Regions from separate parts of the Mus musculus genome. Here regions 1 and 3 are each linked to region 2. A link is a contact called in public promoter capture Hi-C data. All regions are on one chromosome and are shown on one strand. Each heading gives the region's core, a stretch centred on a gene start, on an enhancer-like site or on the middle of the called end of the contact. The rest is flanking DNA. Distances are from core to core; before and after follow the strand shown.

Region 1 (3,865 bases), core at 879-3,378, 3.3 Mb before region 2:
TCTCTGTGGGCACCAGTACACATGCACACAAACACAAAAACAGCTCTACAACACAACAGGTCCACCCAAACCTCTGCTGCTTAGACTTGGAAAAGTAACTATATTCTCGGCATTTGGAAAGCAAAGGAGGGTATGGGTTCAAGGTAAGCCTGGGCTACTTAGGGACACCAACCAACAAACCAATCAAATTACTAGTTGGTGGGAAGGGGATTAAAAGTAGTCAAGGGAGACAAGATGGTAAGGGTATGTATGTGTGTGACTATGATTGAAATATATCATGTACATGTATAAAAATAATGAATACCATTATTATGTATAATTAACATGCCAATAAAACCTTACAATTTAAAAAATTATTTGTACAATTTGAAAAAACAAAATTTGCATTTAGTGCTGTGGGTATAGCTAGCTTAATGGTAGAAGTGCTTATCTGGCCAGGCAGTGGCGGCGCATGCCTTTAATCCCAGCACTTGGGAGGCAGAGGCAGGTGGATTTCTGAGTTCGAGGCCAGCCTTGTCTATAGAGTGAGTTCCAGGACAGCCAGGGCTACACAGAGAAACCCTGTCTCAAAAAAACAACAACAAAAAAGTGCTTATCTGGCATGCATAAAGCACCAGGTTAGCTCTTCAACAGCACACACTTGTAGAAAAGCTATTTATTTACTTACATCTTTGTATGTGAAGGATTTTCTTCTAGGCTTATCTATTTTATATGCATGAGCCTTTTGTCTGTGCGAGCACCCTGTGTATACCTGGCCTCTTCAGAGGTGCTGGGACCCAGCCTAGGTTCTCTGCAAGAGTAACAGGTCATTTCCCCTATGAACTCCCTCTCCAGCCCAGAATTCACTTGTTATTTATGTGTGCCAACATGGAGGTTAGAGAACAACTCTTTGGAGCCTTTTCTCTTTTTCCATCTTCATGTGAGTTCAGGGGTCAAATTCAGGCTGTCAGGCTTGCAAAGTAAGTGCCTTAATCCACTGAACCATCTCACCAACTTAATTTTCCTAAATCTTTAGAGAGATTAGTGTTCAAGGATACCCCAGGATTTGCCTGCTCTAAGCTTGCTCCCTTTTTGGTTTTTAAGAGATCGAATTCCAGGATAGCCAGGGAAACACTGGGAAATCCTGTCTCAAAACAAAACAAACAAAAACAGACCTAAAGGAGCTAAACTGCTGCACATCTTTATGACTCAGGATGCACAGATTACTAGAAGGTCCACATGAGATAATCAAGGGTAAAATGGCTCTTGTGACTCAATGGCTTGCCATTTTGTAAAGTTTTATTGTTAACTGTAATGAAACGTCTGGATCCTCTTCTCTCTCAGGCCTGACCTTGCTCAGTGGAGTCTGGCCTCTAAGGATTGAGGATTTCTGTTAACAGGCAGTTCAACAGATACAACCCTAAGCATGAATTAGAAGCCAACTCCAGGAGTCTCGGCCCTCAACTCCACCACATTAAGGTGACTCACACAGCCAGTTCCTCAACCTCGCATTATATGACTTCAGCAATGAAATAAATATACCTCAACCTTCAGAGGCTCCTTTGGCAGTATAAGTATGTCACTTCGGATCTGGCCAACACCTTTCCTGGCTATCTCTAGCAATAGTCAACAAAAATCACTGATACCCTAGCCAGCCGGGGCCCATTTCATAGGTCAAGCTCTTAGAGGCTTTTCAAGATGATTAAGCCCTCTTTTTCGGATCGGTTCACAAATTACCCTTCGCTCCCTTCTGTACACAATACAGGCACTTGGGCCTAGAACCATTATACCTCTTCTTAAAACATCTCCATTTTGGCACTTGATACTCAAGCTATGATGACACCATCTGGGTGAGTCTACCCCACCGAGAGAAAGGCAGGCCGGTCTAGCGAGAAGGGGCAGAAAGTCTGTTTCCAGAGAGGAGGCGGCGGCGGCGGAAGCGTCATTGGCGGCCCTCCCAGGCACACGGCACTGGCAGGACCGGCAGAGCCAACTCTGAAATCCGCGGCTCCGCAGGCCGGCCCGGCCTCCGCGTTCCCGGCAGGCTCCGGTGCATCGAGGGTGGGGAAGAGCGGGTCACCGCGCCTGCGCGTTGGGAGGTGTGACCCGGGTGGGAAAGCCCTCCGAGTCCGCCATTTTGGCTGCCTCTGTCGGTCTTTTCAGTTACCACGTGAACCGCCGACGGAGACCCGGGAGGGGGGAGGTGGCGGCGGCGTTAAGTGAGAAAGGGGGAAAAGGAGGAGAGAGAGAGAGAGAGAGAAAAAAAAGAAAAGAAAAAAAAAAAGAGGCGAAGGGAGTGTCAGGACAGGGCGGGCGCGGCGACCCCGGAGGCCTAGTGGCGGCGGAGTGAAGGCTTCAAGGCTGAAGTGAGCTCGGGAACGGCAGTGGCGGCGGCGGGCGGACAAACGGACTGAGCGAGCCGGGCGGTGGCGGGAGCCGCGGGAGGAGCCGGAACCATGCCGGCCGTGAGCCTCCCGCCCAAGGAGAACGCGCTCTTCAAGCGGATCTTGGTGAGTGTGAGGCGGCGAGCGGGCACCGGGGATGGTTTCGCTGGGAGCCGGGCCTGTCAGCCCCGAGCCCGGGCGGGCGAGCGGGCACCCGGCCACCCCGCGGGGACCCCACCTCGGCTGTGCTGGCTGGCGGGGCGCACTCTCAGCTCTCGTCTCGCCCCGGGAGCGCCCCCACCTCCGTCCGCGCGCCGCGGCCCGCGGGCTTCGAGGCCTCGGTTCCGGACTAGGCCCCGACTCCCCGGCATCCGCACGGCTCGGCTGCCGTTTACCCTCCTAGAGCGAAGGGAGGAGCAGCCTGGCCTTGAGCGGGGCAGCGGGCCGCACGGGCCGGGAGTCGCGGCCCCGCTCCGGACAGGGATTCTGCCGGCTGGTCGGGGTGGCACCCTCGGAAGGAACAGGTGGTGTGGCCGAGGCAGGGACTCATTCATTGCTTGAAAGCACTTCTCCCTCTCCGGCCCCGTCCCTCCCTCTTCCTCCCCATCTGGGATTCACCGGTCCCCGCCCGGCCGGGGGTCACTGTTGGACTCGAAAGAATGGACTCTTGTAGAAGCGGAGGCTACTCTGTCACCTCCATCCAGGCACTTGCATACTTGATCCTGCAGCCCCTCGGCCTCTTTTTTTGGGAGTGGGAAACGCAGCATTTGTTTGTTAGTTGGAGAGCAAAACGGCCCCACCCCGACACCCTTCTCCGGGAGGTGGGACTCATTTCTAGGGGCGGTCCGGTAGGAAGTTTCAGTACAGACTCCCCCTCCACCCCTTACTCTGAAGTTTTAAAAATAGCGGTGCAAAAACTTAGCAGGAGATAATAGAAGTGTCTTCTAAGATGGATCTTGTTGACGCTATCTCAAACTCATCCCCTGTGCTTCAGATGTTTGCGGTTTGCATAAAAATACACGCAGTGATAACTTGCGGGGGTATGGGCTTGAATCTGTTTACATTGTAAACTATGCCCTGCTTTATCGGCTCTGTCATTAATACATTGTAGCAGTTTTTGTTGTTAGTGTGAGGGTAGCTTCTTTTATACAAACTTTTTTGTGCGTGAAAGAATTAAGTGTATTCGCCAAACTTGACTTGAATTTTGGAGTGTGTGTGTGTGTTAGCCTTTTAGATTGCAGTTATAATTCGTTTGACAACAAAATAAGGAGATTAGATATTTGGCTTTTTCTTTTCTTTTTTTTTTTTTCTTTTTTCTTTTTCTTTTTTCTTTTTGGCTATTTATGGGCCAGAGAGATGGCTCAGTGGATAAAAGCAGTCATTGACTGTTCTTCCACAGGTCCTGAGCTGAGTTCCCAGCAACCACATGGTGGTTCTCAACCATCTATAGTGGACTCTGATGCCCTCTTCTGGGGTGCAAGACATTCAGGAAATAGAGCACT
Region 2 (3,556 bases), core at 735-3,234:
CAGCAGACAGTTACTATTCCTACGACGAACAAAAGCTATCGATGGCTAAAGGTGTCACTGTAACAGTCGATTTCAAAACCGATATTGCTGAAACCCTAACGTGTGACGTGCTGAGGACTCACCTTGTAAAGCGTTAATGATGCTCACATGTAAAAAACAAAAAAACAAAAACCAACCTTGGGGAATATCATTCCAAATACCAGCCCCTGATCAAGTACAACCTCATAAGCATGCAGTTAACTTGGAATTCAGACATTACAGGCATACAGGAAACCTACTGCTTTAACGCCACAAATGACCGTGGTATTCCCCAGCTTCACGAGAGCAGAGCCATCCGCTGTACTGATTGAACCTGGAAAGGTAAACTTGGTATTCATAAAAAATTTTAAAAAGAAAAAAAAAAAGAAAATAACCACAAAGTTTCCTACAAAGTAGTTTAAATCTTTTTGTTTGCCTCTGAAACTCCCCCCACCCCCACCCACCCACCCCCTGAAACTTTTGACCGGTTCAGGTCAGTGACTTGAAAATGATATTACTACTTAACGTTTTTTCATCTTTTTCTTCGGTCTCCCAATTTGAACTAAAGTTTAGATCAACTACAAGGTTGGTGTGATGATAAAAATCTCTTAACATCACCCGATTGCGTTAGACATAGTAGAGCTGGCTGAAAAACTACGTGACACCAAGGATGTCCCACCCAACTAAAAGGAAGTTTATCTTCACCTATGTTGACAGTTGTGGCTCTGAATTCACCAAGTTCTCTTCCATCAGGACGGCAGTTTTCCTTCTAAATGTTTATAAGGAAACGGGTCATAGATGTATTTCGGGTACGCAGCATTAAGCCTCATTCATTTAAATGAACCGAAGCTTGGTGTTTTTACCCACAGCTCTAACGTACAAAACCACCTTCACTCACCAGAAATCTCCTGTAATACTCCAGCGGCTCCACAGTTCTGAAACAATGTTTAAAACGTGTCTCAGTCAGTGCGTCCTAAAGCAGAAACCCAGAACTTGAGAGTGTGGTGTCTGAGGCGTGATCTCGACAGGCTCAGGCGTTTGAAACTGTGTGGCCCGTATTTATAAAAGCCACACAGCAGCAACCGGTTTCCAGCGGTGACCTTAACTGTGCCATAGTCAGGAGGAACAGAGGCCCTTGGCACACCCAGAAGAGGGTCAACCTGGGTGTCAGTCACATCACTCGTGCTCTGAAGCAGGGACCTTAGCGTGACTTCGCGCCGTTATAAACCACACTCGCCAGCATCCACAACTTTACCACGGAAGAGTGTATTGTACATACGTTTGGCCTCCTCGCCGACCCGCGGCCACAAGTGACTGCAGGTAGGTACGGTGCACGCACCGCAGACGCGAGTTTGCAGGCTGCACGCGTGGGCGGCTCCGGGTTTAACCAGAGCGCGCCCAACGCTTTCCCAGTCCCTTCCGAGGGCGGCCCTGCGTGGAGAGCGGCGTGGCCCTCGGCTAAGAGGTCCGGGCCGTCCTGGATGCAGTGTCCCTCAGCGCCTCGAGTGGGCAGAGCCCTCCCGCGGCCCCGCGAGTCCTCGGGGGGGCCCCCACCCGCCGCCGCGCGCCACACCCGCACCCGGGCCCTCTTTGCGCGCGCCGCCACTCACTTGAACCCAGCCGCCATTTTTCCGGCCCGCTCTGCGCCTGCGCAGCCCTCCGCGCCTGCGCCCTCCGGTCGCCAGGCGTGCCTCCAGCCCAGGGCACTCGGAGGGATCCTGGGTTAGGGAAGTGCAGCTACCGTGTTCCTGCGCCCGAGGCATTAACGCCAGCTCCGGCCACCCCGAGCGTCCCGCTAGTCGCCAATCTCGCGGGGTCCCACGGGCCCGCGCGCTTGTGCACGAACACACTCCCACACACACGCAGGCGCACGAGATGAAAAGGGGGTGACCCTAAAACCCTCCACGGCGCCGGGCATCCTTAGATGGCTGCTCTGCACGGCGCGAGGGGTGAAGCCAGTGCACAGGTCCAGGGCTTTGACTTGCCGCACTCGGTGACCGGCCTGCAGTCCTCGGCGGAGCCGCGCGGGGGCGCTGCGGGGAGGCCTCGGCTTTCCTGCCGTGGCGGGGCACGGCCAGGCGGGGGCGCTGCGGGCGGCGGGCGAGGGCTAGGCCGGCCTCTCCTGCGGGGCCGGCTGGGGCGGGGCGCGGCGCCGCACCGCGCTTCCGCAAGTGTGGAGCTGCGGGATGGCTACGCTGCTACTGCAGCTGCTGGGGCTCGGCGTGGCGCTGGCGGCTGCCGCGCTCATTCTGGTGAGACCGTGGTGGAGTCCGGTGCTCCGGGTGTCCCTTCCGCGCTTCCCTCGCGTGCTTGGCTCCCTTGGCCTCAGATTCCCTGAAATCCTTTGAACCTTTGTTCCCCTTTGGAACCCTATTTGAGTGCCCAGAGCCTCCGCCCAGCTTTTCGGGGCTCCTGCTTCTGAACCCCCGCCTGTCACCCCTCCACGCCACTCCCCAGTCTTCTTCCTGGGGCTCCCATATGCACTGCAGCTGGAAAGAGCGGCCGATCCATAAGGCTAGGGACGATGGGTCAGCAAAAGATAGGCCCAGACGGCGTTCTATTCATTTTGGCCAGGGGTCTTTTTGTTTTGTTTTGGGTTTTTTTGCTTGAGAATCAGGCACCTTAGCGTTTTCTTTGCCATTCCTGTAGAAACGTGGCAGACCCCTTCTGATTATGTAGAAGAGGACATATTTGCCAACTAAACTCTGCCACATAGTTTGAAAAGGAGCCTGTAACTCATTCAGAAAGCAGATTCTGAAAAGCTTGCCTGTATTGAGACAGGTGGCCAGAAAGGCCTCTGCCACCTAGCCAATGTACATGTGCACATGCACAGTCTTGGAGTGGTGTAGCCAGATGACTGTCGCTGTGTGTCCGGTGAAGCCAGGCGCCCTCTCTCACTAAAATGCCTTCTTTAAAGGCTTGGAACAAATCTGAACTTTGTTGGCCACGTTCCGGGTTGTGGCCACTTTACTTTGAATCCTTTATACAGACTTAGCTGACTGTGTGTGCACGATGAGGCTGTGTGGACTGTACTAGATCCCACTGGCTTGAACGAGTAGAGGTACCCTTTATTTTACTGCAAGCATGTTGCACTTGGTGTGCAGTGCGTTGCATCTTGAAGCCTACTTTCCATCTGCCTGTTGGCATTCTTTCTCTCCGCCCACTTTTTTTTTTTTTTTTTTTTTTTTTTTTTGAGACAGGGTTTCTCTGTATAACTCTGGCTATCCTGGAACTCACTTTGTAGACCAGGCTGGCCTCGAACTCAGAAATCCGCCTGCCTCCCGAGTGCTGGGATTAAAGGCGTGCGCCACCATGCTCGGCCTCCGCCCACTTTTGAAAATAAATTTAAAACAATTCCAAATAACATTTCATCTCTAAATCATCTGCATTTATTTCTATAAGGACTTCCTTCTAAAACTTTACTGTAATAAGTTAATTCCAACCGTCTTTAAAACCTGTTATTTCTGTGTTTCCAAATACCCTGTCAATTTAAATACTCGGAGTTTGCCAGTATGGAGTTTGCCAGTGTGGATTTTTT
Region 3 (3,377 bases), core at 136-2,635, 3.0 Mb after region 2:
TCTATTTAAGGAATTAGCAACTGGCTTTATTTTTTGTCCTTAAAAAAACTTTTATATTATGGAAGAAATCTAATTTAATATAGAAAACCATTTTGAGAGAATTTAATTAAAGATGCATCAAAAGATATAGCACCTCTCTGTATAGTACTCTAGCCTTCATAACAATATTCCCAATCTCGACCTTCATGACTTTGTCAAAGCACAGTTATATAGTTGTGAATGTCTTCTTCCCAATACATGAAAAATACATTAACTATACAATTATGGGCTATGCAGCTGAAAATGTTTTTGATGGTCCTTATTATTCTAATCTGATTCTTTTTTGTTCCCTCCCTTTTCTGTAACCCAGAGTCTAGTGCTTGCTAGGCAAGTGCTCTGGGTGCTGACTGTGAACTCAATCTTCAATCCCTTACATTTGTTTTCTTAAATTGCTTGAGTGGTATTTAGAGTAGATTCTAGTTTAAAAGGCACAAGAAAAAAGAATAGGAAATCTTTCTATTCTTGTTCCCCACCTACTTAGGGCTCCTGAAGCAAACGAGGCTATAAACAACTTACATTCCTGTAATAACTCCCCCCACAACCAAAATCCAAACATGTTAATTAAATATTTGATGCCAGTATGGGCCTCAAAGATGCTTTATTAGGGCCAGTTCGATTAGGGCATGTCAGAATCTTTGCATCAAACCGCATTAAAAACAAAAGGCAGTAGTTTAGGAGCTGTTAATGTTGATGGCCCAATAGGTCATTTCAATCCAAGAACTCTGCTTTTTCAGACTAGGGGGTGAAAAAGTATGAGAACTCAAGGGATGAGATTTTCGTTCCTCAAAAGGTGACATGGTTTTTGAAAGGCTGTTTTGAGGACTGAATCGCGTGGTTGGACTTTGGCTAGTCAAGCAGTGAGCTGATCAGCCCGGCTCCCTGCCAGGCCTCGTGGTTCTTGCATAAACCTCGGGCGGTTAGTTCTAACCCGACCTGGATTCCAGCGCAAGGCGTCACCCGGAGTTCCCCGCCCTCATCGGCCCTCTCCCGGGAGGGTGCAAGACACTTCGCGGCTCTTCGGCCTCGGATCGCTGCGGGCCACTCAGACACACAGCCTTCGCTAGGGCCTCACTCTGCAAGCCAATCATCTGCGGATCAGGCTGGGGCAGTCCAGGGTGGCTTCTCCACCGCACCCAGGGCTTCCAAAAGCCGTCCCTCCCTCATCTTCCCCGTTCCTAATAGGGATGATGTATCACGCGGTTCAGAACGACACTCAAAAACTGGGCAATTCTCCCAACCCAGCAGAGGCAGGCTGCGCGACTCCGCGAGAGGGGCGGGGCCGTGACGGGCAACATCACAGCCCAATAATATTTCTTTACCTCCGAGTATGGGCCAATGAGGCATGGGAGGCGGGACTTCCGCTTGCCCGCTGTTGTGGTCCCTTCTCCGACTTGCTTGGGTAGGGGCTCAGTGCGGATACTCAGTCATGAAGTCCGGGTAGCGACTTCTCTTGGGTGGCCGTGAGCCTAGGTTCCGGGGGCGGACTTCAGGTAAGAACCAGCGTGGCTCCGCAGCGGTAGGCGGGGGTTGTCGGGCCTGGCCGGGAGAACACACCCACTCCGGCCTGGGTGCGGTAGCCCGAGGTGGGGACGGTCGGGCTCCTCTGCTACGTGCAGTGACAGCACAGGCCCGTGCGGGAGAGGAGTCCTTAGCATCCCATCCTGCGGGCTGGTAGATCTGAAGTTGTCGGGCTATGGATTTTGCTTCCCACGGCCCCTTCCAGAGGTCCCCGTGGCCTGGAAAGATACTTGGAAGACTTCTCTAGTCCAGGACTTGCCTCTTAAGTCCTCGGCGAAAATACTCTCGGGCTGTTTTGTCTTTAAAAAGAAGAAGAAGAAAATCTCATCGCTTGCTTCCTTCCTTTTCTCACCCACTCCCCTTTCCTTCCGTAAAAGCTCAGCTCACAGGCTTGGACGTGACCTTGCTAGGGCCACATACTGCCTTTTTTTTTTTTTTTCCTACCCAATGTTGGAAGTCCGAACTTTTTTGCAAGGACGCTTATTGAATTGATCTGCCCCTGAGAGGGAAACAACTTTGCTGCATGTTCTCTGCTTGCTTATGGTCAATTGCCCTATTTTCTTCTAATCTGGCAGTAGTTAATTTCCATAACTCCCATTTTAATCTTCAATTTCAGCACCGTGGGCAGCTGCTATAGGCTGATGTCTGCCCCAAACCTGCCTGGATTATACTGTTTTCTACCAGTGATGCAGCAGTTCCAGTGGAAACTGCGTTCCTTTCAGCAGTGCCCAGAAGACAGCTGCACTTTCTGATACAATACAGTAAAGTGGCCGTGCCTCCCAAGAGCCAGTAGAGACAGGCTATTTAAAGATTTAGGGAAGAACTTTTGAGAGTTTAATTGGCCACAGGGTCATTGTTTATTTATTTGAGACATGGTCCTTACATGTAGCCCAGTCTGATCTCAGACTTCCATTCTTTTGCCTCAGCTTACTCAGTACTGGAATTACTAGCCATCAAGCCTTGTTTAAAGACAGTTTTTAATGGGTCAAAAAGAATTCATTTCAGAGGACTGTGGTCTTTAAATAGGAGTTGAGTGTGGAGGGCCACAGGGATTCATTAATAGACTTTTTTCTTCTTTTTATAATCTATGGCCATAGAGTTAATTTCAGGTATAGTTTTTTTTTTGTTTTTGTTTTTGTTTTTATGCGGGTCAAGAGGAAGATATAAAGTGTAATATTGTAGAATCAGGCAAAAAGCAAAGCAAAGCAAAACAAAAAACTGTTTCCAAAGAGTTTCAAATTTGGGAATCAGACTAGACTTACCCTCCAGTGTTGGGTGACATCAGTAAATATGGAAAGGGCTAGTGAGATGTTTGGTGAGTAGTAGAGCTGGCCCTGCAGTTCTAATGGTCTGGATTAGATTTCCAGAACCCACATAGAGGAAGAAGGGGAGAACTGACTCCACAAAGCTGTCCTCGGCTCTCCACATGAACCTTGTGGTATATGTCTTACCTCCCAAGTCATACACACACAATAAGTGAGAAAGTTAAAAAAAATGAAAAAAGGGTGAAGTTGTGAAGATTAAATGAAATAAAATATGTCTGTATCATAGTTATGCTTCCTTGAATTGATTATATAGACTATAGTCTTTGTATAGGGAAAGTTAGTTGTCTTAGTCATATGTGTATGTTTTCCTCTGCCTTACCTGAAGTCAAAATGGTGTCTCGATGTGCAGTGGAAGTAATGTGAATAAAGTCCGTGCTTAGGGAAATGGAATATGGGAAGGTTTGGGGCTAACTACTCATTTATCCTTGTTATTTCTGTAAGGATTTTAGAGGAGCCTAGCTTCTTGCTAGCTTGCAGCTTACTTCCTTTGATGTT

The links. Promoter capture Hi-C pulls out the DNA fragments that hold promoters and counts their contacts. Capture Hi-C pulls out chosen DNA fragments and counts their contacts.
Region 1: a contact with region 2 is called in a promoter capture Hi-C map of pre-B cells. The contact joins the promoter of Naa15 here to the promoter of Exosc8 in region 2. A contact is called at or near these places in 2 of 39 promoter capture datasets (cranial neural crest and pre-B cells) and 2 of 484 Hi-C or Micro-C datasets (B cells and memory CD8 T cells).
Region 3: a promoter capture Hi-C map of adipose tissue shows a contact between it and region 2, with 2.4 times the contacts expected there. The contact joins the promoter of Rnf13 here to the promoter of Exosc8 in region 2.

The regions. Positions count from the first base shown.
Region 1 is chr3:51,413,888-51,417,752 of GRCm38.p6, forward strand. Naa15 (N(alpha)-acetyltransferase 15, NatA auxiliary subunit) reads left to right here and starts at 2,129. Exons shown (of 20, transcript NM_053089.3): 1 at 2,129-2,489. The coding sequence starts at 2,436. It overlaps LOC108168868 (a long non-coding RNA gene), which reads left to right and starts at 2,496. Exons shown (of 2, transcript XR_001783830.2): 1 at 2,496-2,887.
Region 2 is chr3:54,733,380-54,736,935 of GRCm38.p6, forward strand. It overlaps Exosc8 (exosome component 8), which reads right to left and starts at 1,985. Exons shown (of 11, transcript NM_027148.3): 1 at 1,629-1,985; 2 at 917-953; 3 at 724-787; 4 at 279-352. The coding sequence starts at 1,645. It overlaps Alg5 (asparagine-linked glycosylation 5 (dolichyl-phosphate beta-glucosyltransferase)), which reads left to right and starts at 2,160. Exons shown (of 10, transcript NM_025442.3): 1 at 2,160-2,270. The coding sequence starts at 2,205.
Region 3 is chr3:57,734,672-57,738,048 of GRCm38.p6, forward strand. Rnf13 (ring finger protein 13) reads left to right here and starts at 1,386. Exons shown (of 10, transcript NM_001113413.3): 1 at 1,386-1,529.